Linked DNA regions of Capra hircus: region 1 is linked to region 2. Evidence: chromatin contacts called from public Hi-C data. All regions are on one chromosome and are shown on one strand. The core of a region is the stretch at or near the end of the contact, and the rest is flanking DNA. Distances in the headings are between cores, read along the strand shown. Region 1 has its middle 48 kb from the start of FLI1. Region 2 has its middle 230 kb from the start of ETS1.

Region 1 (4,215 bases), core at 703-3,202, 350 kb after region 2:
GGAGAAAGAAATTGCGTTTCTGTGACAGTGTGTCACCCAGTCCTACAACGTAAACATCCACAGTGGTACCCCGTGGTGTCAAATGTGACAGGACTGTTGTTCTGTTGCCAAGTCGAGTCCTACTCTATGTGACCCCACGGACTGCAGCACGCCAGGCTCCTCCGTCCTTCACCATCTCCCGGAGTTTGCTCAGACTCATGGTGATGCCATCTAACACCTCATCCTCTGCTTCCCCTCCTCCTCCTGCCTTCAGTCTTTCCCAGTATCAGGATCTTTTCCAACGAGTCAGCTGTTCTCATCAGGTGGCCAAAATACTGAAGTTTCTGCTTCAGCATCAGTCCTTCCAATGACTATTCACAGCTGATTTCCTTTAGGATTGACTGGACCATTCGTTATAATATTATATAACATTATATAATATTACATTTATTATATATATTATTATATAACATTATATAATAATATACCCGTGGTGGATTCATGTTGATGTATGGCAAAACCAATACAATATTGTAAAGTAATTAACCTCCAATTAAAATACATTTATATTTAAAAAAGAAAAAATATATAACATTATATAATATATAGAACATTATATAATAATATAATCTCAGCATTATAATGCTAAGACGAGACTCAGCCTCTCCTTGGCCATTTCACTTCTTTCTGTGTTGTCTCTCTGTTTCTCTCTCTCCTTTTTTCTCCAGCACCACTCCCTTCCCTTCATCCAACATTTTTATACCTTTGCCTGAAGCTTGAGAATCTCTGTGTGCCTTTCAGGGGCTTTGGGATTTCCCAACAGAAGATATAAAATGATGTGTAAACACACGGCTGGGTGAGAGGTGGGAAAGAGAATTTAAAGTCCTCAATCTGTTCTTCTGTGACTAGTTTCTTCCAGATGGACACGGATGGTCCCAGGGGTTTTGCTCTAAGAGGGGCTGATTTACTGACCTCAGTGCGAGTCCTAGGACCCGGAGGATCCCTGTAGGATATTAGTCACTCTATAAAACCTCCAGGCCAGTTTCCCAGGCTGTGGGGGCCTATAGAAAATTTCCCATAGGGTTCCAGAGCCTGAGAACATATGCATCTCACGGCTTGGCCATGGGTTCGTGTTGCATCGGATGTGATCTGTCTCTTAAAACATGACTTCGAAAATGTCCCCAGACAAAACTGCAAAGTTTCTCGACTTCTCTCCCACCCAGTCACCCTCCTCTGGGCCACAAAGCACAGCAGAGCCCGGAGGAGTCTGGAGTCCTTGATGCATGCTTGTTTCCAAGATGGCACACGGGGAGGCTGGGGATGGCGGTGGGGCAGAGAGAGCTGGGGGAAGCAAGTCTGCTCTCCCCTAGCAGGGAGCAGTGCTCAGAGATTATCCAGCAGGAATCCTTCCCACCACCTCCCTTTCTTGGATTTATTTCTTGGATCTTGGTTTCAAATCCCCCTTTCTCTCCCCAGAAGTCAGCTTCACCTGTGAAGCCCTTTCCAGGTTATGACATTTTTAGTTGCTTAGTCCAGCTCTTTGCCATCCTGCAGACTGTAGCCTGCAGAGTCTGCTGCCCATGGGATTCTCCAGGCAAGAATACCAGAGTGGGCTGCCGTTCCTTCTTCAAGGGATTTTCCTAACCCAGGGAACGAACTCATATCTCCTACTTTGGCAGGCAGATTCCTCACTGCTGAGCCACCTGGGAAGCCCTCTGCAGCTGATCATCAAATGCAAGGGAAGTGCCAGCCACATCTCGGTGACAACCAGCAAGATAACACATTTATTCTCTATGTTCCCTCTCTCAGACCTCTAGGCCACTCATTTCCACAGAAAGGAATTCTGATCCAGAAGAGGCGAAGAGATCAGAGTGGATGGAAGTTAGAAGATGAGGAAGACAGAGGGCATGTATGCCTGCAGCAGACCAGGGGGGAGAAGTCTTATGCCCGTTAGATGTGTGGGCTGCACCCTGTCACCTGACCCGGGGGAGATGATCCAGGCTCAGCCTGCGCGTCTGACGCAGGATGCTCTTGTCCTGACGTGAACACAGGCTGCAGGCGTGACCCCCTGGTCTTGTTCTTTTCTTCCTGCCCTGATCAGCAGCAGCCTGAGTCATCATGTCTGTATCTTGATCTACCCCCCAAATAGCAGCTTAGAACAAAGTGAAAAGCATTCCTCCTAAAAAGCACGACTGGTATTTTTAGAGTATCTTTACTCCTAATGGTGAAATACATGGATGTATCACTTTGGTCCTGAGGCTGCTGTTTGGACCAAAAAACACACAAGCACCCCTAGGTTCTAGGATCTGAGACCTTATCCTCCATCTGTGGGCAGAGCAAGAAGTCTTTAAACCCCTGGGCTGGGCTCAGCCTCCCTGCCACTGTCTCTTCCTCCAGGTCTCAACCAAGAAGCCGAGAGTGAGGACAGGAAGAAACACCTAGGCTTCTGGAAGAGGCAAAAACACACCAAACTTGCCAAGTTTTACACCAACTTTCTGAGCGCTAATGAGATCTAAGCTTCTGGGTTTGGGGCTGACTTACACCAGCCTGGGGTGACTTCCTGTTTTTGAAGAACCAAGGTGGGTAGACACTCAGAGCTGTGATCTGGGCACCAGGCAACTTTGACACCACTGTTAACCGCCAACGTCAGCGTCACTGGAGCTGACACTGTTGGTGAGATGCCGTTAGCCCCAGACAAGAGGTTTCTAAAGCCAGGTGGCCATGGGCTTTCTTTGAGATGGGAGGAGGCCAAGACAGGGTCAGGCTTTGGGCCTCCCTTGAGCTCCTGGCTGATGGCTGGGGAACAAAGAAAGCAGTGCTGAAAGAGACAGGTCAGAGACACACACTCATGCTGGGAGCTGCTGTCTCACTAATCACAGGAAAAGATCTAAGGGAGGATGAGGATACCTGAACAGGGGCCTTGGGACTAAAGGGCACCATCGGGTCACCAGGACAACACATCTACTGGATTTCCTGGGCAAGAGCCACTTTCAATTTGCTGTCTGAATGGTCCGTATGCAGAACCAACTGGCAGACCACAGGTCCTCCTGCCACAGCAGAGGGGAGCGCCAGGCCCAGGGGCTGCACTGGTGGTCAGCTTGGACCTGGCTGTGGGTCATTGATGCCCCACTCTGTGAGGCTTCCCAACGGCTCCTTGGAGAACGGTGTGAGCTCCACAGGCGCTCCCCGCTCTCCAGCCCCTCGTGCGCAACAGCCACTGCCACCACCCGACGTGATGCCGTGTGGGTCTTCCCCCCACCTCACCCCCAAAGATAGTAAGGCATTCACTCAATAGCGGTTAAAGGAATAAGTCTGTGTGCGTGCATGATAAGTCACTTCCGCTGTGTCTGACTCTTTGTGACCCTATGGACCATACCCCCCAGGCTCCTCTGTCCATGGGATTCTCCAGGCAAGAATACTGGAGTGGGTAGTCATTCCCTTCTTCAGGGAACCTTCCCGACCCAGGGATCGAACCTGCATCTCTTACGTCTCCTGCAATGGTAGGCGGCTTCTTTACCACTAGCGCTACCTTATCCCTCCCCAGCCTAAGCTCAAGAATGGGGCCTGCAGCTTACAACTGTGTACCTCCCAGTGGCTTGCACACAGTAGGTGCTCTAATGAGCAAACACGGGTTGATTCTAGTGGATTCTAGCCCTGGAAGAAGGGAGAGGAATAAAGAACAGGAGCCAAGCAGGCAGGAATCATGCTGCGTCCTTCCAAGAATGCACCCACCTTCATACCCCTCACTCAGCAGCCCTCAACCAGAGTCCAGTCTGACCCCAGCTCAGAGCAACCGAGGGCTGTGTGTTCCCCTCCCCCACCAAATTCCAACCCCCTTCCCCCAACACTCCACTTACATAAGTCTTTCCACCCTTCACTCAGTATTACCTGGTCTCCAGAGTACCTGAACATCAGTTCAGTTCAGTTCAGTCGCTCAGTCGTGTCCGACTCTTTGTGACTCCATGGACTGCAGCACGCCAGGCTTCCCTATCAATCACCAGCTCCCAGAGCTTGCTCAAACTCATGTCCATTGAGTTGGGGATGCCATCCAACCATCTCATCCTCTGTCATCCCCTTCTTCTCCTTCCTTCAATCTTTCCCAGCATCCAGGTCTTTTCCAATGAGTCCATTCTTCACATCGGGTGGCCAAAGTATTGGAGTTTCAGCTTCAGCATCAGTCCTTCCAATGAATATTCAGGATTGATTTCCTTTAGGATGGACTGGTTGGATCTCCTT
Region 2 (4,089 bases), core at 540-3,039:
GGCAGATTCTTTACCATCTGAGCCACCATCTTTAAATTGGCAAGCTGGGAGTGTCCATCTATTGGGCTTGTGAAGATGAGATACATAATGAATGTGAAAGCTTTGTGTAGAGGTGAAGTGTAAAACAAGTATTGGGTTCTTTTTTAATTTAATTTTTATTTTATATTGGAGTACAGTTGATTTACAATGTTGTGTTAGTTTCAGGCATACAGCAAAGTAGCTCAGCTTTCCATATACATATATGTACTCTTTTTCAGATTCTTTTCTCATATAGGTTATTACAGAATATTGGGTAGAGTTCCTTGTGCTATACAGCATGTCCTCATTGGTTATCTATTTTATACACAATAGTGTATATACATAAATCCCAACCTCCTAATTTATCCCTCCCCATCAACTTTCTGTGAACCGTAAGTTTGTTTTCAAATTCTGTGAGTCTGTTTCTGCTTTGTGAAGTTCATTTGTGTCATTTTTTCCCTTTAGATTCACATACGTGATATCATGTGATATTCCTCTTTCTCTGACTTACTTTGCTTAGTAAAATAATCTCCAGGTCCATCCATGTTGTTGCAAGTGGCATTGTTTCATTGTTTTTTTTTTATGGCTAAGTAGTATTCCATTGTCAGAGAAGGCAATGGCACCCCACTCCAGTACTCTTGCCTGGAAAATCCCATGGGCAGAGAAGCCTGGTGGGCTGCAGTCCATGGGGTCGCTAAGAGTCGGGCACGACTGAGCGACTTCACTTTCAGTTTTCACTTTCATGCGTTGGAGCAGGAAATGGCAACCCACTCCAGTGTTCTTGCCTGGAAAATCCCAGGGACAGAGGAGCGTAGTGGGCTGCCATCTACGGGGTCACACAGAGTCAGACACGACTGAAGCGACTTAGCAGCAGCAGTATTCCATTGTATACATGTACCATATCTTCTTTATCCATCCTCTGTTGAAGGTCATTTAGGTTGCTTCTATGTCTTGGCTATTGTTAAATAGTGCTGCAATAAACACTGAGGTTAAGGGTTCTTAATGCTGACAGTTTTTATGAGGATGTGCTAAGTCACTTCATTCGTATCCAACTCTCTACGATCTTATGGACTGTAGCCCTCCAGGTTCCTCTGTCCATGGGATTTCCTGGGCAAGAATACTTCAGTAGTATTCTTCAGCAGTTGTCATGCCCTCCTCCAGGGGATTTTCCCAATGCAGGGGTGGAACCCAAGTCTCTTACGTCTCCTGCATTGGCAGAACGGTGGAGCTCTGACGAACTCTAAGATTAGGCTTGAGGTCTGTTGTTTCTGTTTCTCATGGAGAAGTCAGCTGCAGGTCAGTGCTGGCCTTTCACAAGCATTCTATCATCTCCCTGGTCACTCTGGCCGTTGATCTGGCTGAAAATTCAGCCTTACTCTGTCTCATTTACTATCAGAAAGGAAGTTGGACCTAGGTGAGAAGAGACGCTGCCTGACAAACTTGAAGGAAGGAGATTTGAATTCCCAACTGTGTTTTCTGATGTAATGGGATTCTTTCCAACTGATTGGCTGCAGTCACCATAAATCTAGAAACAATATGTTCTTAAGCCTATTTGGAATGGCCTCCAGGGACAGACGTTGTCAGCACAATAGATGGCATGTGGCTCCAAAGGGAATAATACACAGGGAGGCGGGGACACGGCTAAGCTAACCAACTCTTCTCATGCCCTGGCTTCCCTGAGCTGGGAAACCTGAGGGAGAGAAGTGGGGGAGCAGGTTACATGTTCCAGGCAAGACCTTGCTCTGGGCCCTGCAATGAAGCCTCTCCCTTCACACCTTTCCCCAGAGCCTGGAACCAGGAAAATCACGGAATCACCTCATCTGACCCAAGCAGCTGCTACCCTAGATCAGAAGCCAGGACTGCTTGAAGTGGTTGTGGGAGTCGTGTGCGCACACGCGCTCACAAGGTCGTGCATGGCTTGTGCGTCTCATCACAGGAAGAAGGAGAAGGGGTGGGCACCCCAGGTATTTGCAGGCTGAACAGCGTGGGCGGGTCTGTGGCTGGGCTCCATTCCACTCTGCTCTGTTGGCCCAACTGCCAGGCATGTTTCTTATTACCCTGTGGATGTGTCTTGTGCTAATGGGTGGGAAAAGGCTGGTGAAACAGCAACCGTTTAAGTGAAAGCAATGACTCTCTGGTGCCCTGCTCACATTTCCCACAGCCCTCGCTCATGCCTTGGGGCCCTTCGGGGTTTAGAATTACAGCTCTCAGTAAATATTCCTAGACTCACATGAGCTGTGGTGAGACAACACCAAGGCTGCCAGGGCAATCCTAGACAAAGCCATGTGTCCAGACACGGGTCAGAATAGAGGAATGACGGCCACAGGAGCCCCTAACACTTAGGGAACAGTGAGCATGTGACATGCGCTGGTCTAAGCGCGCTCCGTGCGTTTGCTGGTTTCATCTTCAGGACACTCCTAGGAGGTAAGTGGTGTCATCACTCATTTTTTATTAACCTGGAAGCTGAGGCCCAAAGAGGTTGAGAGAGTCACCAGGGCCACACAGTGGAAGAGCTAGGACTCAGGTCTGTACAATCAGGCCTCAGCCCCTAAGCCCCTCTAAGCTCTACCTGTATTCGGGAAGTCAAGCATGGAGAAAGGTCAGAGTTAAGAGTTAATTATTTCACACTAAGCCCATCATCAGGGCTTCCCTGGTGGCTCAGTGGTAAAGAACTGGTCTCCCAGGAGACGTGGGTTCAATCCTGGGATCAAGAAGATCCCCTGGAGAAGGAAATAGCAACCCACTCCAGTCTTCTTACCTGGGAAATTCCAAGGACAGAGGAGCCTGGTGAGCTACAGTCCATGGGGTCACAAAGAGTTGGACACAGCTCAGTGATTAAACAACAAGCAGAACATCACTAGTTAAAGAAATGAAACAGTCTTCAAATTCAAGTAAGGATTTTCCCCTTTACGAATGGGGGCATTTGACCATAAGAATTATGCTCTATCTCAGTATGGTTGCCAGCTATAGGCTTTTGACTGGTCATCATATTTCAAAGGATTTTCACAGGAAGACCTGCAGGAAGACTGTGGAGGGAGAAAGCTACTGTGTTCTGCATGTTTTCACATTCCTGACCCAGTGCAAGTCAGGCTTCGACAATAAGTATTTTTCCTAGCTGTTGCAACAAGCTGTCCTGAGCCATCCACCAGCCATCTTTTCTTCCCTGCTGAGCTGTTATGAGTGAGAGATAGATGGTCTGGGTCTACAGAGAAGTGTTTTAGTTTGTCCTGCATGCATTCATGCTAAGTCGTTTCAGTCATGTCTGACTCTGTGTGACCCTATGGACTGTAGCCTACCAGGCTCCTCTGCCCATGGGGATTCTCCAGGCAAGAGTACTGGAGTGGGTTGCCCTGCCCTCCTCCAGGGATCTTCCCGACCCAGGGATCGAACCTGTATCTCTTACGTCTCCTGCTTTGATTTATTTTGTCCTACTCAAAGCTAAATAGCCCAAATCAGGCAGCTTTGCACTCACTAGTCCTGTGTTCTCACCAGCTAAACTGTCATTCTGGCTTTCACAGCAGAAGAGGAAAAGAGAAATTTTGAGATAGTAGCCGATGAAGTCTCTGGGGCATGGACCACCGGCAAGATGCTTATAGAAAGTATCTGGAGAGAAGTCAAAAGTGGGAAGACGACAGGGAGAGTGCAACCACCAGGCAGAAATACTCTCTGAAGACTGATTTATATTTCATTATTTTCACCTCAATTCTCTTTGCTCATTTTTTAATTATAAGAGCACATCTTTGAGAAATTTTTCTCTTATGGGTGATAATATTCATTGAACTCTTGATGATGTAAAAATTTCCTGGGGTAATACTATTTTGACCTGATTTTAAATCTTATGTTAAAAATCAGTGTTGGAGTGTTCTAACCATCGACTTTGGGGGCCTAATCAATGTAGAGCAATCTGATGACTAAGTCACTTGCTCTAAATTCTTCTCATTTTTAATAGCAAAGGCTCTTTAATTATTAGGAAGATGTGTGTCATGCCATTTAAAGTGATAGCCACACTTCCTCTTAAATTAGAAGATAACAGGCCCCAGATATACTGCTAGAAGGAAAATAAAATGCGTG

Evidence for each region. A called contact is a pair of places that touch in the nucleus more often than the background predicts.
Region 1: a Hi-C map of blood shows a contact between it and region 2, with 3 times the contacts expected there. The contact joins two enhancer-like sites. A contact is called at or near these places in 3 of 5 Hi-C or Micro-C datasets (blood and liver).

What each region holds. Positions count from the first base shown.
Region 1 is chr29:31,319,524-31,323,738 of ARS1.2, forward strand. No RefSeq gene overlaps it. Among named protein-coding and RNA genes, the nearest start is that of FLI1, 48 kb to the right of the region's middle. Within about 2 kb of position 1,953, at least 1 of the 5 cell types and tissues checked has an H3K27ac peak or open chromatin away from gene starts, as enhancers often do.
Region 2 is chr29:30,970,337-30,974,425 of ARS1.2, forward strand. No RefSeq gene overlaps it. Among named protein-coding and RNA genes, the nearest start is that of ETS1, 230 kb to the right of the region's middle. Within about 2 kb of position 1,790, at least 1 of the 5 cell types and tissues checked has an H3K27ac peak or open chromatin away from gene starts, as enhancers often do.